Linked DNA regions of Mus musculus: regions 1, 2 and 3 are each linked to region 4. A link is a contact called in public HiChIP or PLAC-seq and promoter capture Hi-C data. All regions are on one chromosome and are shown on one strand. Each heading gives the region's core, a stretch centred on a gene start, on an enhancer-like site or on the middle of the called end of the contact. The rest is flanking DNA. Distances are from core to core; before and after follow the strand shown. Region 1 holds the start of Lin52 (lin-52 homolog (C. elegans)). Region 2 holds the start of Mideas (mitotic deacetylase associated SANT domain protein). Region 3 holds the start of Erg28 (ergosterol biosynthesis 28). Region 4 holds the start of Arel1 (apoptosis resistant E3 ubiquitin protein ligase 1).

Region 1 (5,645 bases), core at 1,027-3,526, 520 kb before region 4:
TGCCTTTCATCCTCTTATTTAACTGCTCTCCTCATTTCCTCTCCTGCTCTCTGGAGGGTTCCCTTCTCAGGCTGGTTGTGAAGGTCTCAAGAGATTTTCCTGCCTGTGTTTCTCCAAAAACTAGGCCTGCATACATGTACCATATGATCACATAGATTAGCCTTTATCAAAGTGTCAGATTACAGTAACTAATTGTTTAAGAACTATTTCTGGTCTTTTTCCAAGTCAGTTCAGAGGTTTCTACAATTTGGTTTTTAGAAAGAAAAAAAAAGTATTTCTTCCAAAAAAGGAGAAATTCTGCTTTTATGCAAAAGACAAAATACCTCAGGATTTTCATTGACTCATGGTGATGGGGTAATGACGAGAGGGGAGAGATTTTTTTTTTATATATATAAAGGATTTTAAGAGGTTGGGAATAGAAAACCTAGAGAGGAAATGCTCTATCTGTTACTAGGAAAAGATACCAGAACAGAAGTAGGGGAGTGAGGTCACGCCAACCTCCAAAGACCTCCAGCTCATTCTCTACACTGTCCCATTAAATGACATTCAAACCTGACCCTTTGGGGACTCCACCAAGAATCAAACACATGCACACATTTCTGCAGTAGATCTCCTAAAAACCTGATGAGTAGAAAGAAATTAAAGTTTATATAAAAGTGCAACAGGAGACATTCCTAGGCTGGATGAGTAAGAGATAGTGTCGCTTAATACTGGATTATGAATCTTGCCAGGAACAGAGCAAGTCTTGCCTCAGATTCTAAGTCCATGCTAAGATGCAAACACAGGGAAAAGCTATAATCAAAGCTGGGGATCGCCGGCATACAGCTTCTGGAACTCTACAACTTCCCTTGCGCGGCGTCCGTGGGGTTCCAACTGCAGCCTAGAAGAGGATATGTCGGCACTTGAGAACTGATTTTCGGAAGGTGTCTTCCTAGGCTCTTATTTTCTACCACCTGTCTGGGGGAATGTTTAGTCTTTTGAATGAAGCAGTATTAGCAAAACCACATGCCCTTATTTACCTCCAAAAGTTTAACTTCGCTGAGAAAGTTTAACTTGGCCCAGGGCTTGGGAAAAACACTAAAAGCCAGAATGTTTGTGAAAACTAACAAATGGCTGCCTTTTTGATATGAAAACCTAGGGTACATGTCTAGGAGATTCAAAGTTCCTTCTCTGATCTTAGTTCCATGTCCTTAATGAGCTCCCATCCCCTCTTGCCTCACATAGAGGCTGGATGGGGGGAAGGGACGCTCCTGGCAAAGGAAAGTACTCTATGTACAGCGACCAAAAGGAGGAGTTTCTGGGGCACAGAGGTGGCTGGTACAGAGGTGAAAGAGAGACCGTGGGAGGAACCAAAAAAGAGAAAGCAAGCCAGCATGTGACAGCAAGGACTGAGCTGGACTGGAGGTGGGTGGGTCAAAGCTAAAAAAGAAAAGGCTCAGGAGTAAAGGGGAGTGGGGAGCAGGCGTGACCGTCCGGGGCTGAATCTCGGGGCCAGGCGGTACAGAGTGACAGCCCTGACGCACGGGTCTGGTGGAACACAAGGGGCTGCAAAGAAGGGGCTGGGCCAAGAAGTCTGTCCGGCAGAAGCATGGTTTAGAGACGGGGCGGAAAGGACCCATTTCTAACATCATGGTCCCTCGTCGCCACCCTCACTCGCCTGCAGGATCCGGGACCGCATTGCTGCCGCTGCCGCCACTGCCGCCGCCATGGCTCACCGACTCTGCCCAGCTCGCCTGCGTCTCGGCTGCCAGTGCCTCCCTTGAAGCAACACCGTTAAGCCACGCCCAGAACACGACCGAGCCTCTCCATTGGAGGGAAGGGCCACTTCCTATAACCAATCACTTGTCGGAATCTTTGACTCCACCCATCATTCCCACCCCTGGGAATAGGTGATTGGTCAAAGGTGGAAGCGTTCTGGGCTTCTCTCACTTTATCCTATTTTTGTTGGCGGAAATATGGAGACGCCCCCTCGACTTGGTACTGCATAGTAAGCACACAGGGAAGACGCCCCCTAACCGGGAACTCCGATTGGCTGTAGGTAGGCTCTCTAAGGTCCCGCCCCCTTGCTAAGGAAAGTAAATAAGGTCCTTGAAGAATTTTGCCTGCGTTCCACTTTAACCACTCCGTGGGTGGGGCTGCTGTCTGGGGTGGGACTAGGCAAATGTTACCCTATGAAGTAGGGAAACGAGACCGGGCTGTGAGCTAAGGATAGGTTATCCCTGCTAGGGGCGTGGCTTGCGGATCCTCGCTTTCCCGCCGACGGTTGGTTACGTCACGTGACATGGGCTGGAAGATGGCGTCTCCCACAGACGGTAAGAGCCGGCTTGGAGATTGTTGGCCTGTAGTATCATTATTTGCTTCTCTGGGAACTTCCTCTGTCCTCACCCTTACTCTTTTTTTCTTGCGCCCCTCTCCTTTCTCTCCCACTTTTCTCCTTTGGGGTATGCCGGCTTTTCAGCTAGCAGGTGCCTAGTACCAGGTCTCCTTGCTGTGTACTAGGAAGGAGTCCATCAACCGGAGTCCCTATGGGGGGAAAAAGGACAGAGGTCGCTCCGGCCCATCGGTGATGCTGAGGGTTCAAAAGGAGCTGCTGAGGGGAAAGGGAACTTTCTTTTTGAACAGGCCCATTGGAGTGTTGGTTCTGTTCTCATCTCAGTAGAGCTGGTACGTATGAGTCTCTCAAGCTCTATGGCTGTGAAGTGTGAGTGGTGACTGACATGAGGTCTAGGGTTCATTCCTCTACCGAGCCGGCAGAGAGAGAAGCTTGTCTCCTCAGTTCAGGTCCGTTGCCTTGGCAGCAGGAGGTGCGGGGACCTGGTTTCCTTGCCCTGAGTCCCGAGGGAGTGAAAATTCGGCTTGTTAATGTCGCTTCTCACGCTTCTCAACTCTTCCTTAACTCGTCACCCCTCTACTTTATGTGTTGTTTCCGTAGGCTGAGGGCAGGAGCAATTCTGCTTATTCTGTCTTCTAAGACGCAAGTCATCTCAGTAGACATATAGGTGTTCTTGATATACCCGTATGCTTTTGCTCGCGGTTTTGCTTTAATATTTGGAATTGCTCTTCTGTCATTATTCAGCATCTCAGTTTATATAGTTATTCTGTTAACTTTGCACTTTGCCCGGGCCACACCCAACTATAAATTCCAATTCTGTCTTATTTCATTAATTTAGTCCTAGGGTTTTTTTTTGGGGGGGGGTTGTTTGTTTATTTTTACTATTTATTTATTTATTTTGGTTTTTCGAGACAGGGTTTCTCTGTATAGCCCTGGCTGTCCTGGAACTCACTCTGTAGACCAGGCTGGCCTCGAACTCAGAAATCCGCCTGCCTCTGCCTCCCGAGTGCTGGGATTAAAGGCGTGCACTACCACTGCCCGGCTAATCCTAGGTTTTAGAATAATGCCTGTAAAGGATTTGGCTTTAAGTTAACGTTTATCCAAAAGTAAAACTGGCCTTGGTGTGTGACCTCTAATTCTAGCTTGGGAGATTGAGGCAGGAGGTTTGTTGCTTCAGGCTTGCCTAGGCTGTAGAGGGAATTGTAGGCAAATCGTGTCTAAAATAAAAAGTTGGTTTAGTTTGTTGGTTGTTTTGTTTTTGTTTTTGTTTTTCCTGAGACAAGGTTTCTTGTATAGTCCTGGCTGTCCTGAAACTTGCTCTATAGACAAGGCTGGCTTTGAACTCAGAGCTCTTCCTACCTCTGCCTCCCGAGGCGTGCACCACCATAACACAGCTTAAAATAAAACGTTTTATTTTTAAAAGTAAGGGAGGAGTGACTGGAGAGATGGCTCAGAGATTAAGAGCACTGGTGCTCTTCCAGAAGTCCTGAGTCCAATTCCCAGCAACCCTATAGTGACTCCTGACCATCTACAATGAAATCTGGTGCCCCCGTCTGGTGTGCAGGTGTACATGCAGGCAGAACACTGTGTACATAGTAAATAAATCTTTTTTTAAAATGTGAGGGGGATGCAGGGGGCTGGTGAGATGGCTCAGTAGTTAGGAACACCTGGTGCTTTTGCAAAAGACCTGGATTCTATTCCCAGCATCTACATGGTGACTCATGACTCGATTCCAGTGGATCTGACCGCCATGAACATCAAGCACACATGTACTCCACATATATACCATGAAGACAAGACAGTCATACCATAACTACATCTGAAAATGAACAATAAGAAGTGAGACTGTAGTTCAGCACTAGGGAGTTGTTGATCATGACCAAGACCCTAAGTTCAGTCTTTAGTACTAAAGAGGATGATTAGATTATATTCAAAAGTAAGGATACCAGAGTTTCCTCCTTTCTAATTCTTTCCTTTTTTTGAGATAGGGTCTCACTGTGTAGCCCAGGTTGGCTTCAGACTCACCATCCTCTTGCTTTCCTACCTGTGCCTCCAGTAAAAGTCTGTACCACTATGCCTGGCCTCTTACCAAAGAAGTTGTGTTCACAACAAAAGAGATTCTCTAGCCTGGGTGTTTTTTTGTTTGTTTGTTTGTTTGTTTTTTGTTCTGTTTTGTTTTTGCTAAAACATCCTTTTCTTACTAGCAAAAAAAAAAAAAAGTGTTGGTAAGATTTTTGTTGTCTTTTTAAAAAATTGGGGTTCATCTTGGTGTCTGTGGAGGTCTCCTGGGAGCAGGATTTCTAAAAGCCAGTATCTGGAAGACTGTGGTACAAGGCCAGTTTTTGCTGGATAAGTGAGGTTCTAGAAGCAGAGAGCATCCAGCTCTTCTTCAAATTGAAGGTGCTGGTATCTGAGAGGAGACTTAATTCTACTAAGACAAAGAGATGTGCTTATGTGTATCAGAAAGTAACACAGTGACTCCTGGAGCAGACCAAACAAAAGCAGAGAATTGTGCTGAGAGATAAGTCTTCTGTGGAGAGATAAGTCTCGGCCCTGTAGAAATGGTAGCAGCCATCGTGCAAAGGCCAGAATCCATGGAATGCTACACAAATGTAAACTAACGAAAAGTAAATAAGTCAAAGAACTTGGGTTTGTGGCATTGCAGTTTCTTGAGATGGAGAAGGTTGGGTAAGTGGATTTTGAACATAGCGCTATTAAGGGGTTTTCCCTACGTGCAAATGGAGAGGGACATCAAGGAGCCTCTTGGACAGGAGGACAGGTAAGCCTTGAAATAGGAATGGTCATTGGTATATGATGGTGGAAGTTGTAGAGAGTAGAGCCAGCACAGTCTGAGATCTGAGTGGAGCAGAGTGAAGGAGGAGTCACTAAGAGGAAACAAGCGCAGCAGTTTCATGAAAGCATCTCATGCTGTGGGAGGTCATAGCAGGGACACATAGAAGTGGGACGGTCTGGCAAAGGGAAGCTTGATAACAGTAGTTTCAATGCACTAGGGACTGAACTAAGAGTTTTATAGGTTAGAGGGTGTAGGTCCTGGGGAGATGATACATTGTAGGTAAGCAGCTAGCTTTGCAAATATGAGGACCTGAGTTGGAAGCCAGGCATGGTTGTACCACCAGCTCTGTGGGTGTGGGGAGGGTATGCCCAGAAACAGCTGGATCCTGAGAGCATGCTGGCCAGCTAGCTTCTTAGTGAGCCACTAATAGACAAAATAAAAACATTTAGCATCCTTTTTGGTGTTTATTGTCATATGCCTATTTGTAGACTTATTACATCCATATATGCATGTGTGCAT
Region 2 (5,725 bases), core at 1,164-3,663, 750 kb before region 4:
TGGTCCTTCATACAGTTGAAGCTCTCAAGAAACCATTAGCCTTCTCCTATGTGCAGGTTGGGCCCCTGTGGTGGCTTGAATGGGCACTACCCCTCCCCCCGCCCCGTCCCGCAGACTCATACATCTAAATGCTTCCTTGCTTGTTAGTGGAACTATTTTGGAAGGATTATGATATGTGGCCTTGTTTGGAGGAGGTGTGTTGCTGGAAGAGGGTTTTGAGTTTTCAAATGCCTATACTGGGCTCAGTGCCCCTGATCCCACCCCCACACCACCCCCGCCCCCAAACCTGCTGCTGTGGATTGATCATATCTAAGCTCTCAGCTACTGCTCCAGCGCCATGCCTGCCTGCCTGCTGCCATGCTCCCTGCCATGATGATCCTGGACTCACCCTCTGAAACTGTGAGCAAGTCCCCAATTAAATGCTTTCATTTATAAGTTGCCTTGGTTACGGTGTCTCTTCACATCACTAGAAAAGTAGCTAAGACAGCCTGCTTCCTGCAGGGCAGAATTTGGATAGATATGAAGACCCCTGTCCCTGTAGACAGTACTAGGGAAGTAGGTGTAGGGACCACACTACAGAAAACATGTGAGTCACCCTCAACCCCACACCCATCGGCCACACAGACACATAGTCTCAGAGCCTGGCACATTTCCTTTACCCACTAAGCATGCTTCCCCTTTGCCCAGAACACAATAAAGGAATTAGGACCCACCTAAATGTCTGCAGCTGATCCTTCAAGGCTCAAAGTCTGCCCGGCCAGCTCAGACATACATGACCTGTGACTCCTCTTTATAGCTAGCCCCAATCCTGCAATTCTGCTCATTCAAACAGCCCTTCCGTGAAGACAGGATTGGACAGTCATCTCCTATCTCCTTTTCCTGCTGACGTCATCCCACATTTTCTCAGGACAAGTGAAGGTACAGTTCTTGGCACAATGCTCAGGCTGCCTAAGATATTTATTCTGTAGTAAATAGTAAAGAGAGACTGCTTTCCTGAGTAGCCAGACTCTCAGGAGATCAGCAAGCTGTCGGAGGTTAAGGGAGAGGCAAGGAAACAACCATCCAGCAAAAGTTAAAGGGTAAGAAGAATTCGAGAACAGCAGTTCAGGCCCAGATCTGTCCTAAGCATTTGCAATGCAAATCTGCGTTTTGTTCACCACCACCAAGAGCTTGCACAATAGCGTGTGTATAAACATCCACGCCAACAAAGCCTGACTGTGCAATCACGCAGTAATTACAGACCGGCAGAAAGCTGCTGCTAGGGACTGCACTATTCAAGCTCTAGACATCCCATCTCCAACTGTCCACGGCCTGTACACACATTCCTGCACACATCGCCCTGTCCCCGCCGCTGCTACAGCTTCAGGCACAAACCAAGGAGCCCTGGCGCCAGCTGCTGGGCCACGCCAAGACCCCTGCAACTATGCAAAGATGTCATAAACTTCTCAGCTGTTCTTTAAAGACCCAGAAGCACGAGGCTACCGAGGGCGGGCGGCGGGGAACCATCATCAAAGTTCCCAGGCAAACTCCTGCAGCCCTAGCCGTTTTAGAACACAGAAAAGAACAAGATGCCACGGAGTCCACTGGAAGCGGCTTTCTGGGTTTTATATAGAAAACACTCACATATGTACGTGGGTGTGCTGACAGTTTTTATGGCTAAATTGCAAAGTGTTAGGCCTTAGAGAGCTTACTGTTGGGTTCGGGGCTTGGGAGGGAGGGAGGAAAAGTGTAGAGTCGGGAGGGGCTCGTTTCAAGGAGGCCTGGGGGACAACTCGGGTTTTGCTGGTTGGAAATGGATAGGGCTGTTGACCCAAACTTCTGAGTTGCTCTGCTCTTCGTCACTGCAAGGCCGAGCAAACAAAAGTAGAGGGAAAGTTCCTGTAACTTCCTTCCTGAAACCTGGTGGAGGGCGGCGTAGAGGAAGGGAACGTTTCCCGGGGAAACACCGGGAAGGGCTGGAAAAGCAGCTGCACGCAACCCGAAGAGATGGGGCGCGGGGTGTAGGGCTGGCTCCGGTCGCAGGTCCGGGGAGGCCCCTTCCCGGCATCGCTGCGCTCAGGGGTGGCTCCCTGAGAGGGCTAGGCTGCAGCCAGGCCGGTCTAAGTCCCGAGTCAAAACAACCACCTCAGGGGCGCAACACCGGCCGAGATCTCCGCCACCCTGTCCCTCTCCTGCACCCCCACTCCCAGCGTCCCACGACCCGGCCCGCGCCGCCGAACCCCAACGAATTCCGGATCCCCCCTCCCGCCCCGAGCTCCACGTCGGCGCCCCCCACGGCGGGAAGGCCACCAGGCTCCCGCGACTCACCTGCACGCTGGATCCCTGGGCAGCTCCGAGGGGGCGCGGGACGCAATTCGAGCGCGACCAGCAGACTCAAACTTTGTTGCTCTCGGGACGGCGCAGTCGTCACTTCCTCGCCGAGCAGGCGGCGCGGTCCCGGCTGTGACCCAGCAGCTCGCGCGGCGGCGCGCAGGGCTCTGCAGCCTCCTGCCCCGCCCGCGCCCCGGCTCCGCGCGCCTCCGCGCGGCCCCCAGCCAGACCCTCGGTTCCCGGTGCTGCAGCGGCTGTGGAAGCTTCGTCCCTACCCTCACTCTGCTCTTGGGGAAAGTGCGATCGGAGACTTCCTGCTCTCCCTTGAGTCTAAAAGGTGGCGTTGGAGCCTAGGGGCTGAGTTCAAGGGACCCTAGGGGAAAAAGTCCCCCACCTACATTCCTCCTCCCACGCACGCGCGCGCACACATACAGTCGGGAGAGAGGGGAGAGATAATAAAGGTTTTCATTTCATTTGTTATTTGGACTAGAGAGGACATGTGTGAAAGCAGTGTACTATTTCCCTGAATAATGCTAGGCCAAACTCCAATCTCCCGTCCTCATGTCCCTTACAGGTCTGCACAGTTGTCAGTGGCTTTCCCCGGGTGGCACTTGTACACGATGTTACCATGCATTGTATTTCAGGAACTATGTCATCACCCACGTCGGGTCTGGGAAATAGTCGTTCTGTTCCCTTTCTTCTCAGATCCCCACCTCTTCCTTGTGCACTCAAGTCTCAGAATCTCTGGAGCCTGGTGCGTTCGGGTGTCATCATTAGCCAGAAGTGATTTTACAAGGTGGATCCTGGACGCAGGAGCTTCAGGCAATAGTAATTTTGAAGTTTATCACTGCCCAAAATAAATTTTCTCGGCGTATTAAAACTAACATCAACAGAGAGCTGCCTTTTGAGCCTCTGGCGACCAGTAAGAAAGCAGTTACACAGCAGTGCCCAAAGAAAGACTCCTAATTCCCTTAGGTTGGAGAGAGGACTAGGCTAGCCTTTGCTGTGTGTGTGTGTGGGGGGGGGGGGGGGGGGGGGAGGAGACAGCCAAAACTGCAGGGCAAGGTTTTCCTAACAGAAACGTTTAGTGAGGCAGAAGCTTGCTCTGGAAAACAGGGACCCATAAAAGGCCATTCAGAGACGTCCACTTAAGCTGGACAAAATTTTCCCTTTCCCACTTCCAAACTACTCCTACTAACACATTGGCCTGATAATATCTCCCAGACCTCCCATCTCCTCATTGAAGCCCAGAAAGCCCTCTGCTTGAGTACAGGTTTTGTGTCAAAGGTGATGTAAGATTAATGGAAAACAACATGTGGGGATACCCTCACCCCAAGTCTGCTTAATACCTCAAGAGAAGCCACAGGCTCACCCAAAGATGAGAAGCATGTAGACCCTGACCCAAGCTCTCCTGGCAGCGTGAATTCCTTCATCTTGCAGCTACCAGTGCACTGGGGTCTGCCTTTTACCGAGACATTACTATTACATTACAAACACAAAAAGTGCAGTGAATGGAAAATAATATTGTCTTAAGAAGTAAGTATGTTATAGACTTAAGTATAACTCTTTGACATTTTATTATTTCATCATATGATGGAGTGAAGGTATGGCGGAGGTACTCCTCATTTTGATTTTGGAATAGAAGTAATTCCTTACAGCAATGACCAGGCTTCTGAAGAAAACAGTGTTACTCCGTATTTGCTAAGACTGGAATGGAGTATTTTTTTGTTGTTGTTGTTCAGTATTGTAATTCTAAATCCTCTGTGGTAACTTCATGAATATTCAGTGTTTCTGCATGCCCAGGAGTAATTAGCAGAGCCCACAATGTGTGAAGGCCTGACATTCACATCAGCACATACACAATGCTTTGTCCTTGCCTAGTGTGGCATTTGCTGGAAGTCTCAGGACCCTGTGTGGAGGATGTGGTAGACAGCTCCCTGCCAATGATCTCTGCCGCCTGGCGTTCACACCCTTACACAAGCTCTCGTCCCTAACTCTACTGACTCAGTTCTAACAAACAGAATACGGCAAAAGAAATGTGATGTCATCTGTGAGACTGGGTTATAGAGAAAGCTATGGCTTGCAGCTTGGGTTGTCTCTGTGTCTCAGTCTACCTTGCTCCTTGCAAGGAAGGGAAGACAACCATCGTGTTCTTAGACAGCCCTTGGCAAAGGAAGTGAGAGACCTACCAACAACCATTTGAGTGAGATTGGAAAGGGATGTCTCGCTCATATCCCATGTTATCCAAGCCTTCCAAAGTCTCTTAGCCCAGGAATCAGTTTAACAGTAATCTCAATAGCAACAGCAGTGGAGGTGACGGCGCATGGCTTTAGGTAGGCGGAGTCTACAAAGCTAGTTCTAGGACAGCCAAAGCTACACAAAGAAACCCTGTCTCTTTGAAAAAAAGAAAACAAACAAACACCCGCCACCACACCACCAAAACCCAATAACCTGTCCCAGCTAAGCTACCTGGATGCCTGACTCACAGAAATGGTAAAAACAATGAGAAATGTTTGTTATCTCAAGCCGATCTGTTTGTGAGGATGTGTGTGCGTGTGTTACTTACAGACTGAACCCAGTCCCTTGTGCATGCTAAGCAAGGATCTCAAACACTGAACTACTACGGCATCCCCAGCCATGCTGCTCTTCTAGGGTAGTTGTCGAACAGCTGCAGATTTCTAACATAAAAGCCAGCACATAAGACAGTGGGGGGCCTAAGGACAACCTCACGTGTGCGATGATGGTAACTCCTCCTCTGCACAACAGAACATAAAGAAAAAAAAAAAAAAAAAGCAAGGACCCTGAGCAGATTTAAGTATAATACCTGAATCTGAGCCTTCACTCCTTTTGCTGAACAAAGGTTATCTTTCCATTTAAAACTAGGTCAGAGGGTGTGGACTGCTGCGCCATCCCTGGCAGCCCCGGTATTGGGTGTCACCTACCCCACAGCACATGCAGATGTCTTTGAGTCACAGAAATTTACATCTGTCCATGCATTCCCTTCTTCCTCCCAGGGAATCCATCCTAGCTTCCAAGATGCTGGCACTGAGAAGTTAGGCTTTGCTTCCAGAAGGAAAACATGACAGAAGTGACTTAAAACGCTGGCAGCCAGAAAGGGCAGGTGGCTGGAGACGTTTCTGAAACCCAGGAGTTGGCCTGGGATGTAGTTCAGTAGTAGAGCTCTTGCCTAGCATGTCTGAAGTCCTGGGTTCAAGTCTGCCCCCCCCCCCAGACCACCAAAAGACAAAACAGAAAAAATAAAGCAAAGAAAGTTAAGCTACTTTGGGCTAGGGAATATTGCCCATGCCTAGCAAAGCATACAGTTTTATGTTTGATTCCCCAGCCCACCCACCCCCTCAAAAATAAATTAGCTAACACAACTGAATTCAAAATAAAAACTGAAAGTCATACCTGA
Region 3 (5,588 bases), core at 1,571-4,070, 850 kb after region 4:
GTTTTGACGTCTTACCAAGGTTTGGCTTGCCAGTGTAGAGCTTCTCGTAGAGAAAAGTGTGGTCTCGGAAGCTCTGGAGTGTGTTCCCCATGGCTATAATGGACACCATAACCAGCCAGCTTCGTAACACATTCAGGAAGCGGCTCATGACTCCCCTCCAAGAGAGGGCGCTCTGCCTTGGGAACAAAGAAGGCTGAAAGTTACTTCTACATCAGTCACAAGCTGTCACCTAACCTGTACGAGGGCTGTCTGGAGTGATGTCGGCAGAGCACTTCACACATACCTCTGCTAGTCCTTCGGCCCCACCCTATTTCTTGCTACACCACTTTTATTTCACAAAATATCTAGGAATATTTACCCTAAACAGAGCTATGCTGATCTTTGTCACGGAGGTTTAAAAAAAAAATGCAGTGGGTGGAAATGTCAAATCTAGCACAAAAGACATAGTGAGAAGGACAGAAGAAATGGGGGTGCGGACATTTCTATAAGTAATCAAATGGATTTCTGGGCAAGCTTGTGTTCCTGCCAATGCTCGGTCACTCTAAAGAGGGTGAACGACCAGTACACCTTGCAGCAAGTGGCACCACATTTACCTTTGCTCAACTAATCCTCCAAAGCACAGCATTGCTGTAAGTCAGAATTCCCTCCACTTGCCTGGAATCAGTATTACGCCTTCATCTCTTCATGCCATCCCTTTGCAATACAAATAGCTCAGGGTGATTCAAAATCTACTCAGATACCTGGACACATCCTATCAAATGTACAGAAGTTGCATCATACACTTGAATGGAAACCATAGTGTAACTGTCTGACTAGTCTTCTTAGTTTCCCTCTGCATGGCTCCCAGACACATCATGTTTCATAAACTAAAACAATCGAAAAGACTTGGAAAAGACCTGTCATAGCTTGATGTTGGGTTTCAAGAAAAGTACATTAGCTATAGTTACGGAACACTTGTGTCCTACACTTATATGTGCCCCAAGTATATAACATCTTATTTCACTCACTCCCTACATCAGGATAGGCAGGCACTATTAGTATTTCCACTTTACAGATGGGGATCAGAACCAAGAGCTAAGTGATTTGCTTAGGTAACATAGCTAATATGTGGCTGAGTGCCAGGGTCTGTGGACTCTGTTGCAATACTCCCTCATAGAATGTTTTGATAAAGTTCTCATCTTTTAAAAAATATTTACTTATTTATTTATTTAGAGACAGGGTCTTACTATGTGGCTAGTCTGGAACTCTACATAGATCAGGCTGGCCTGGAACTCACAGAGATCCATCTGCCTCTTCCTCCTGAGTGCTGGGATTAAAGGTGGGTGCGGCCAGGTGCAGCAAAGTTCCCATTTTTTGAGGAAGCTGGTAGGAGAGAGAGCTAGGTTCGGTACTTTTTGTTTAGCTCAAGCCTCGCTGAGTAGTGATTTCCATCAGCTCTAAAGGGATCCCACAGAGACAATTTGTCATAGCCACCATCATATTGGCCCTTCATTTACCTATTGTCAGGCTAACTGCTTTGGCCTGAAAGCTGTAAGAAACTATCAGGCTTCCCTTATCACTGTGGTAATGTTTCAGTATGATTCCCTACTACCCAGTGTATATAGACATCAAGTGAAGTGATGACGAAAAACCAACTATAAAGGGCTCCAGGAGAGAAAGGGTGGACCCAGAGGAAAGAGGTCTCAAACGGGGACTGTCCCAGTCTAGAGATGCTGGGGTGTGCTGATCTTCACAGACACTTACAGCATATGCCAATCTACTTCTTTTTACTTTCTCCTCTCAACACCAGCTTGGGTTATTTAAAAATCCCCCCAGCCCGCCCCCGCACACACTCCCTTTCAGTAGAACGTAGAACTTACACCCTCCATTTATTTCACAGATCTTAGAAATCCCAGAGCTGATGAAAACACACCAGAGCATTTCTGTATGACTCTACCAATTCTTTAAACCCATTCCCTTGGAGTTATGAGGTGGAGAGAGAGGTGGGGTACACCCTTGCCCAGGTCAGCATGGATGCGATACTAATTAACAATCAATAGAGGCAGACTCCTATCCTAGCTACACCACTCATATCTGAGGGGTTCAGACAAGCCAGTGAGACTCTAGAGACTCGGTTTTCTCATCCGTAAAATGGGGATATAAGCCTCTATCTCGAGGGTTACCCGATAATACATGAGGAAAAGTGAAAGCTCGTTGCAGAGCTAGGTTCATAACGACTGCCCGTTCACTCACCCATCCCCAGAATTGACCAAATCTCCATTTTCCTAGCACCTCCTCTTGGACATCGTTTCTAGACTCCTCCACCACCACCTCCGGTTGCTTTCCAGGCAACCCCCACTTTCCTAAATTTTGCAGATAGTTTTACTCGGGTGCTACATCCCACTCCAAATTCTCCTACCTGACGATCCAGTACTACTGCAGCAGTATCAGCAGCATCCGCAAACCAGCTCTCCCTAGGCCAGCTCCGGTCCCAAGTCCACCTGGGCCACTTGTTCCCGCCCCCTCCCTCAGCCCAGCTCCAGGATTGGGTTGTTTTTGTCAGTCCTCGTTCTGATTGGCTACGCTGGCTCAGTTCGAGCAGGCGATAGGGAGTGAACTCCTTTGCTGCCAATCAGCAGTTGCCGCCGCCTGAGCCTCTTCCTGCTACGCCGCTCACGCGGTAAACCCTTCTGTCGAGCGTGGCGGAACTCTGAGTTTGGAGTCAGTCTTTTAGGGGTGGGGAAAACGCAGAGAGAAAAAGGAGCCAAGAAACCTTCTGGTGACAGCCTGGGTTGGCTCTGGTGTCTGAGCGCGCCGTGGTGACGCCATCCGTCAGCGCCCGCAGCCGAGCGTTGTTCGCGCCGCTGGCGGGCGCCTGCGCAGTGGCTCTTAGCGGGCGGTTGCTTGTTGGTTGTTGTAGTAACGGGGGAAGCAGCCTTCGGCGGCTGCGTTGATTCGGGCTGGGGAAGGAGGAGGGAGGTGAAGCAGAGCGTGGTCCCCGCCTGCCGGCCCCGAGCCGTGAGAAGATGAGACAGGTAAACGCCTGCGCCGGCGCGCTCCGGGGAGGTGCGCTCCAGGGTTAGGCGGGCGCCGCTGCGCTTCCCTCCGAGCTCCGGAGCAGCTGTTGGCTTCCGGGCGTGCTGGGCAGAAGCGCTGCGGCAGAGTCGCCGCGTCCTTGCCTGCGGAGCTGCCTGGGGTTGGGGTGTGCTGGGCTGGAGCTGGCGGCTGGTCCCTGTAGGGGCAAGGACTTCCTGAGCATTTATCTCGTTCTACTCTTCAGGGAGCCGAGGAAAGGTGGGCATCCCTGAAGGTTTTAACTTAAAAGACTCTCAAGCATTTTTGGGTAAGGTCGAGAAGTTCCTTTAGGAATCACCCGAAAAGAATCATTGAGGTTGTTTGGTATTACTCATTTCTGCTGAAGATGTGTAGGGTCGGGGTTAGTCACTGTTGCTGCTTGCTGCAGTTGCTTTGTTTTTGAGAGTCTTATTGTATAAGTCAATGCACAGACCAGCAAAAGCTTGGAGAATTGCCACGAATTGATTATCTTTGAGTAGTGACATTAAGGTTAAGCGTTTTCCCTAAACGTTTCTATTTTCTCTATAACGAACATGAAACTTTTTCTCTATGGAAAGTGTTTGAAGTTAGAAGCCTGGGAATTGGAGATTTCCTAATTTTATGTGTCTACTTGATATCCGGATTAAAATGTGTGATTAAAAAAAAAAGTACCAATAATTAGAGTATTTGACTTCCCCTTTCCCCGGCCATTTATGTGATCCCTGCTGAGGAGAAATATTTTCACCACCCTTTTATTAATAGTTCGGGTGATTTGGTTTTCCTAGAAACATAACAGCTTATTCTGTTTGCTTGTGGTAGAGTCTGTATAAATATTGGCAAGGGTTTTGAACCTTGGATTTTTATTTTGATCCTGGTCAGATTTGTTTAGCAAAGAATTTTCTAAACATAGGCTTATCAACTGTCCACATCAGTGCCCTAAAGCCTCTCCTTTGGTGCTTGCTCTTTTATTATATAAAACGACTCAAATTCAGTAACAGCTTTTTAGATACAGCAGAGACAGTATCTGTTTGAAAAAAATTTTGTGTCATACCCTTTTAATCCCAGCAGAGGCAGGCAGATCTCTGAGCTCTAGGCCAGCCTGGTCTACAAGTGAGTTCCAGGACAACCAGGGCTACACAAAGAAACCTTGTCTTGAAAAACAAAAACAAACAAACACAGAAAAAAAATTCTTGATTTTTGTGATATGTGAGGTGCACTGTGGCAGAAGGTAAGCTTCTAGAGACTGGAAAATACTCAGGAATATATTTCTTTTCATCTTAAAGATCATGCAAAAAATCCTGAAGTATGCAACTGCATTGTCTTTGAAGTCCTTTGACTTTCTTACAGGAGTCTGTGCCATCCAAATTGTTTGATCCAGTGAGACTGCAAGGAAGAAAGGTCTCTGAGGCCTCTGTGTGCTGACTGTATGACAGACCCCAAAGGAGATGCCAGTTGTGATGGCCCGGGACCTGGAGGAGACAGCATCGTCCTCAGAGGACGAGGACCTGGCCAACCAAGAGTGAGTGACAGTCAGCCCGCCCTTAAGGGGGGGGTTCCTTTATTCACCTCCAGGTTTCCTTCTTTGTGTTGCCTGGCCCTAGCTTCCATCTGTGTTTGGAGTCAAGATCATATTATTCACTTCCCATCCTTTTTCAGAAATTCGAAGGGTGGGCTTATGTTTCTAGGCCTCTAAGTCAATATCACCTTTAGATGTTCTAAAGTTCAGATAGGAACTCAGGTGAACTTGGTTCCCCACCCCCTTCTGCTTTGTTTTTGAGGTGGGGGTCTCTCATTTCTGTTGCCATACCTCCCACCACATCTGGCGCGCTCTCTCTCTCTCTCCCTCCCTCTCTCTCTCTCTCTGTGTGCACATTTTAAAACAGACTCGCCTGCTTGAGTTTATGTGCAGCATGGGCATGCAGGTTCCTGAGGAGGCCAGGGTACATGGAATTCCTTGGAGCTTCAGTTACAGAGTTTGTGGCAGCTTGATGGAGTGCTGGGAAATGAACCTGGCTCCTCTGCAGGAGCAGGAAGCTCTCATAACTGTTGAGCCATCCTTCTAGTCCCTGCAGTTGGCTTTGTTGTGGGTTTTGGGGGATTGAACATGGGGCATCAGGCTTCCAAGCAAGTACATTTACCTGATGCACCATCTCCTGGCTCTAATAGGTGAACTGAGTGCAGTACGGATGTGGAAGTCAGAGGACAACTTTCTGGAATCTGTTCTCTCCTTCCATCATGTGGGTCCTGGGAATTGAACTTGGGTCAGGTTTGGCGACAAGCACCTTATCCGCTGAGTCATCTTGTCAGCCTTGTGTCTTGACCATAGCTTCTAGTAATTGAAAAATTGGAGATTTTGAAAATTTTAGAGATTGGTGAAACGTTAAGTTCTTAGGCTCTGACCTTGACTCTATAAGTTTTCTCTGAAGCATTTACAGCTGTAGAACGGTGATGATATGAAGGGCAGGCCACACACAGCAGAACCTCTGTGAAGATGCTCCGATGAGAATACTAGAGCTCTGTAGCCTGTGCCGTGTTCATTGAACCACAAGGGCTCT
Region 4 (5,940 bases), core at 2,927-5,426:
GTTCCAGAACAGCCAAGGCTGTATAAACAAGCAAACAAATGAAGTTCTAGGTTATGCTCAATTGTTCAAGGCCAGCCTGTGATACACTAGACCTTTTCTTTAAAAACAACAACAACAACAAAAAAAACCAGGTAAAATAATATACTATAGTACTTACTAATGTTACAAAATCTTAACTGTTGTAGGGTATGTTAAGCAGCCATACTCTAACCAGGACCCTTGCAGAAGGCTGAACATGAGCAATAATTTTTCCAAGTTGACCACTTGGTATAGTATTTAACTATTTATAAGTTATTCTTCAACAGAGGCTGAGTTTGCTTTTGTTTTTGTTTTAACAATAACTAGCATGTTGTCTGGGACAGAATAGCCTCTCAATAAATGCTGTGTGAATATGTGATGTACCTCTAAAGTGTCATGTAACCAATCCAACATCAAGACAGGAGAACACGCTGTATCTTATATTACCACATTTTAAGCATCTTTTGTTTTTAGTTTATGTATATGGGTTCTCTCTCTCTCTCTCTCTCTCTCTCTCTCTCTCTGTATGTGTGTGTGTGTATGTATGTGGTTTTTTTGTGAAGGCTAGAAGAAGGTGACAAACCCCCTGGAGTCAGGCTTATGGGCAGTTGTGAGCTGTCAGATGTGGGTGCTGAGAGCCAAATCTGGATCACTGAAACAGCAGCCAGTGTTCTTAGCCACCACGCCATCTCTCTGGCCGTTACTCCATTTAAAATCACCAGGTTAGATTAAAAAGTAATTAACCAAATAAATGTTTGTTGGGGGAACAACATATGGCCCATGAGATAAATGTAAACATGTAGTTTGAGACTAGAAATAATATCTCTACATTAACTTGAAATATAAGATGTTCCCTAGGGGCTCTCCCACTAGTCGTAATTCTATTCAAATGTATTTAGACCAATTAATAAGGAGAACAAAGTCCAAGGCCAATTAAGTATTCAAACTGTGGACTCAGGGGTCTCAGAGACTCTTTCTCTTCAGGACTACAGAAAACACACAATGAACCACTAAGAAGGACTAAAGTAATTCTTTCCCTCACGAGTGTGCAGTCAAAAGTAATTACTTCCCACTTCCATTCAACACAGTCAAAACCATGCTACCTTCCATCCCTATCAAAGGATGGCATATAATAGCTGAGGCTTTAATCGTAGGCTTTAAGATCCCCAGATTATGACAAAATTACAATGCAGCAAAGCACTCTGCTAGCTATGTTCTCAACCCCACAGTTCTCATACTCTGCTAGCTATGTTCTCAACCCCCACAGTGTTCCTCCACTGATTCAGCTCCTTATCAAGTATTAACAATCAAGGATCAGAAAGTTCTCAGAACAGAAGCTGCAAATCGATTTAAAATAAAAGAAAAAAAAAAAAAAACAGATTTCAAGCTTGAGAGGAAAGGGCTTTTCTTTCAGTCCCTGAATTTAAAAGCAAGTTACAAATTACCTAGCTCGGCAATTTTCTCTTTGAGTGCTCTCAATCAAGTGCACAAGGATGCAGTCTGTCTGTCTCTGTCTCTCTTTTTCTCTCTCTGTCTCTGTTTCTTTCTCTCTCTCTTTTCTAATCAGTCTCCAGATGGTTTTTCTTTTTTTAATAATTGACCATGTTTATTAAAAAGGCTAAATACCGGTGGGCAGTGGTGGCACACGCCTTTAATCCCAGCACTTGGGAGGCAGAGGCAGGCGGATTTCTGAGTTCGAGGCCAGCCTGGTCTACAGAGTGAGTTCCAGGACAGCCAGGGCTACACAGAGAAACCCTGTCTCTAATCTCCCACCCCCAAAAAACGGCTAAATGCCTAATCACTAACATGTTTCTTTTTTTCCCCACATTTTTTATTAGATATTTTCTTCATTTACATTTCAAATGCTATCCCAAAGTTGCCTATTCCCTCCCCCCGCCCTGCTCCCCTACCCACTCAAGCCCACTTCTTGGCCCTGGCATTCCCTGTACTGGGGCATATAAAGTTTGCTAGACCAAGGGGCCTCTCTTCCCAATGACGGCTGACTAGGCCATCTTCTGCTACATATGCAGCTAGAGACACGAGCTCTGGGGGTACTGGTTAGTTCATATTGTTGTTCCACTTATAGGGTTGCAGACCCCTTCAGCTCTTGGGTACTTTCTCTAGCTCCTATATTGGGGGCCCTGTGTTCCATCCTATAGATGACGGTGAGCATCCACTTCTGTATATGTTTCATTTTTTAAAAATATGGGTGCTGTTAATTCTACCCATGAATGGTAGCCTGGCAGACACAACCTGTTGTGAAAAGATAAGGAACTCCCGGTGGGGGTAAAGCAGAAGTAAAGTCTCTGAAGACATGTCAATAATAAAATGATTTCAACACCAAAAATTCACAACCCACAGATGTGTGAACAACAGAGAGACCTGCACACATATGAGTCTCTCAAAGAGAACAACAGGAAGGACAGCAGTTTCACATTCAAACCGACACAAAATGACCCGTTATAGAGACCTGAAAGTTTAGTAAGAGTTCTGAGGTTCGCCAACACGGTCAAGTTTCAAAATAGTAAAAAAACACATGAACACTCAAGTGGTGTAACCTTTCGGGCTGGAAAAACTTGACAGGAAATGACTGAAAAGACTTTAATGGCAAGCATCTCTAGGGACGATGCTTATGACTATGAAAACACAGGTCGGTCCTAGTGGTGTCTGGGTAATATAGGTGCTGTGATGATGAGCTTAGCTTTATACACAAAGAAACAGAGGCACCAACTGATGGCCCAAAGCAATGCAAATAAAGCAACTCAAGAGAGGGAGTGAACTGCAGCCAGTCAAACGCCCGAGTCCCATAACCAATGCACTGCCTCGCACTGTTACACCTCGAACACCTCTGAACCCAGTAACACTAGGTCAGTGTCATGCAGTAAGAAAATCACAAGCGAACCAAACTGACCTCTGAGCGTCTAGGGCACAGCTTCAACATCGGTAAAACAAAGGTATCAAAAGAGTCAACTAAGATGAAGTTCACATAGCCTACAAGTCTCATAAACTGCACATCCACTTCCAGGAAAGCTGTCCCTGGCCTTCCACAGACTCTCAAGGGGTAAAAGAAACCTCTCTCCGGATGGCTAAGAACAACTAGAATACATCCTAAAAGCAAAGACAAACAAGCAAACGGAAAACAAAACCAAACACTGCCCAGTTTCGCTTTCTCATTCCCACATATTCTCCCTCTCCCATTAAGGACTGCACACCAGGCTTCACAACGAAGAGCACTGTTCCCCATCACATTCCAGGCTTGCTAAGTAGTTGCACATATAAGCTTCTGCACCTGTTTTTCTTGTGATCGTCTAAAAAAGGCCACTGCGACTGGGATAATTGGCTCAATGAGTAAAATACCTGCTGACCAAGCAAGAAGCCCTGAGTTTGGTTTGCCCAGGATCTGGTTAGAAAACAAGCCGGGGAGTAGTGGGCTTGTCCACTCCAGCACCGGAGGGCAGGGATGGGAGTATCTCTGGGGCTTTTTGGTCAGTCAATCTAGCAAAAACCGGAGGTGGAGGTGTTTCCAGGTTGGGTAAGACAGACTGTTTTCTAAAAAGTGGAAGATAAAGACAAGCAGCTTCCTCTGGCTTCTGCTCTGAATTTCTGCTCTGATGCACCTGCACGCTCGTGCTCGTACACACACACGGGAAGAGAGAGAGAGAGAGAGAGAGAGATGCAGACAGACAGAGACGGAGGGAGAACATTGGGGGGGGATGTCCTCCATCGCTATTACATTCCTCTCTTTCCGAAGAATCTTACGCCCAGCCTCACAAGTTCCAAGCCGGCGAGGAAAACCAATCAATAACCAGAGCCTCAAGGCTGAACTACAGAGCCAAGGCTGAAATGATGTGCCAGAGGAAAACCAGAATGTACTGTCAAACTATGGGACGCCCAGGATTCCCGACCCCTCTGCCCTCGTCCCCTCTTCTCTCGCTCGCCTTCAGCAATTCTGGTGCCTACGGTCGGCTGGGCTCTGCCTCCGGCTGCGGCGTGAAGAAAAACGTTACCCGAACGGGGGCTGCAACGTGGCCAAGTCCTAGTTCTGGGGTCCGAGGAAGCAGCGGCCTCATCCAGCACAAATCCTACCCTCCACCCGCCCCCCAAAAAAATCTCCAGTGTCGATCTCCGCCAGCGTTAGGAGCCGGCTCGGAGCTTTTACGTTTCCCAAAGTAGCTTCCGCCTCCGGGTTGGCCTTTGCCGGAAAGAGCGTGAGGATGACGTAAAGTGTCGCGCTGCGAGCGATTCCGGAAGAAACAGGAGTGCGGCGTGAACATGGTGAGCGGAGTGGGAGAACTTTGTCAGAGAGTTTTGGGGAGCAAACGGGAGCTCAGCCTTTGGCCAGATATAGACTCGGTGCTTCCTTGTTTGTTTGTTTGTTTGTTTGTTTGTTTAATTCCATTCTGGCCTTAGTTCGAAGGGAGTAGGGAGGGGGACTGAGTGCTGTTTGGGGAGGGGCAAGAAAAATAGAAGAGAACTTTAAAAGATGTTTTCAGCTCTTTTTAACTCGAAAACTTCTGTTTCAAGGGGAAGCAAAAGAAAACAAGGAAATATGCGACTATGAAGCGAATGCTCAGTCTGAGAGACGAGCGACTGTGAGTGGTCAGAACCAACTGGTTTCTTAAACTGATCAGAACTACAGAAGTCACGATGGGCTAAGTAGAAACATCTGATGTACTGGTTTCTTAAACTGCAGAAGTCACGATGGGCTAAGTAGAAACATTTGATGTTTTTTTGTTTTGCTTATAATGTCTTAGGTCTGTGTTGCATGGAATTATAGTCACACATTCGGTGGGGCAGGGCATGGTATCGTTGTGGGAAAGCCGGTGAGGAGGTCATACCATGGCTGTCTTCAGGTCCTGCCACCCAAGTTTAAAAAGGACGATGGGAAAAGTCCAAGATAGTCCCATTTTATAAGTTGTAAGAATTCAGAACCTTGCCGGGCGGTGGTGGCACACGCCTTTAATCCCAGCACTCGGGAGGCAGAGGCAGGCGGATTTTTGAGTTCGAAGCCTGGTCTACAGAGTGAGTTCCAGGACAGCCAGGACTATACAGAGAAACCCTGTTTCGAAAAAAAAACAAACAAACAAACAAAAAAAGAATTCAGAACCTTCGAACATGCTAGTATGATATTCCCATTATAAAGAACACTCAAGGGGCTGGTGAGATGGCTCAGTGGGTAAGAGCACCTGACTGCTCTTCCGAAGGTCCAGAGTTCAAATCCCAGCAACCACATGGTGGCTCACAACCATCCGTAACGAGATCTGACTCCCTCTTCTGGTGTGTCTGAAGACAGCTACAGTGTACTTACATATAATAAATAAATAAATCTTTTAAAAAAAAAAAATAAAAATAAATAAAGAACACTCAACCAGTTTCTCTGTATCGGTAAGGACTGGGTAAACAGTTAATTTAATGAAGACTGGGCTTCTTCGTGTTTAAGATTTTCGGAACAAGAGAGTGGTCATTAGAACCTTCAGAATTATTATTCTCAGCTTCTGATGTGGGTTTTTATTTTATCTAACAATGTCCCACTGATCACTTCCTTGTGTTGAGTCTTTATTTTATACGTGTGTTATGTTTCAGGCCTTTATAAATAACGTGGAGAAACTTTCCTCCTAAACTTGTGGTTTGAGTCCTTTTTGGTTTGATTTGGTTTGGTTTGTTGTTGTTGTTGTTGTTGTTGTTGTTGTTGTTGTTTGAGACAGGGTCTCACTAAGTAGCCTTGGCTACCCTGAAACTTGCTATGTAAACCAGACCTCGAATTTTTAGGGCTCTGTCTGCCTCTCTCTCCCTGGAGCTAGGAGGGCCACCATGCCTACCTTGGGATATTCAGAAGTCTTCAGCAGGTTAATAACAACCTCTTCACGGCCTCTTACACGTGGTTTGTTTTTGTTTTTTTTTAGCATATATTATACATAACAA

Evidence for each region. Promoter capture Hi-C pulls out the DNA fragments that hold promoters and counts their contacts. HiChIP or PLAC-seq counts read pairs in DNA pulled down with a chosen protein or histone mark.
Region 1: a promoter capture Hi-C map of erythroid cells shows a contact between it and region 4, with 4 times the contacts expected there. The contact joins the promoter of Lin52 here to the promoter of Arel1 in region 4. A contact is called at or near these places in 4 of 39 promoter capture datasets (erythroid cells, hippocampal neurons, liver and 1 more) and 2 of 115 datasets of contacts at active chromatin or transcription factors (bone marrow-derived macrophages and microglia).
Region 2: a contact with region 4 is called in an HNF4G HiChIP or PLAC-seq map of pancreatic cancer cells. The contact joins the promoter of Mideas here to the promoter of Arel1 in region 4. A contact is called at or near these places in 1 of 484 Hi-C or Micro-C datasets (the G1E-ER4 cell line) and 1 of 115 datasets of contacts at active chromatin or transcription factors (pancreatic cancer cells).
Region 3: a contact with region 4 is called in a promoter capture Hi-C map of neutrophils, with 2.8 times the contacts expected there. The contact joins the promoter of Erg28 here to the promoter of Arel1 in region 4. A contact is called at or near these places in 2 of 39 promoter capture datasets (erythroid cells and neutrophils), 3 of 115 datasets of contacts at active chromatin or transcription factors (bone marrow-derived macrophages, large pre-B cells and memory CD8 T cells) and 3 of 9 other capture datasets (adipose tissue, liver and macrophages).

What each region holds. Positions count from the first base shown.
Region 1 is chr12:84,449,232-84,454,876 of GRCm38.p6, forward strand. Lin52 (lin-52 homolog (C. elegans)) reads left to right here and starts at 2,277. Exons shown (of 6, transcript NM_173756.4): 1 at 2,277-2,312. The coding sequence starts at 2,282. Aldh6a1 (aldehyde dehydrogenase family 6, subfamily A1) reads right to left here and starts at 1,793. Exons shown (of 12, transcript NM_134042.3): 1 at 1,658-1,793. The coding sequence starts at 1,708.
Region 2 is chr12:84,216,468-84,222,192 of GRCm38.p6, forward strand. Mideas (mitotic deacetylase associated SANT domain protein) reads right to left here and starts at 2,414. Exons shown (of 13, transcript NM_001163501.1): 1 at 2,308-2,414. It overlaps Gm46319 (synapsin-1-like), which reads left to right. Exons shown (of 3, transcript XM_030247050.1): 1 at 1-56; 2 at 1,683-2,647; 3 at 3,016-3,185. The coding sequence ends at 3,097.
Region 3 is chr12:85,822,073-85,827,660 of GRCm38.p6, forward strand. It overlaps Erg28 (ergosterol biosynthesis 28), which reads right to left and starts at 2,821. Exons shown (of 5, transcript NM_021446.3): 1 at 2,399-2,821; 2 at 16-176. The coding sequence starts at 148. It overlaps Ttll5 (tubulin tyrosine ligase-like family, member 5), which reads left to right and starts at 2,848. Exons shown (of 34, transcript NM_001081423.3): 1 at 2,848-3,014; 2 at 4,381-4,552. The coding sequence starts at 4,479.
Region 4 is chr12:84,966,673-84,972,612 of GRCm38.p6, forward strand. It overlaps Arel1 (apoptosis resistant E3 ubiquitin protein ligase 1), which reads right to left and starts at 4,177. Exons shown (of 20, transcript NM_178065.5): 1 at 3,957-4,177. It overlaps Fcf1 (FCF1 rRNA processing protein), which reads left to right and starts at 4,258. Exons shown (of 8, transcript NM_028632.2): 1 at 4,258-4,293; 2 at 4,543-4,610. The coding sequence starts at 4,291.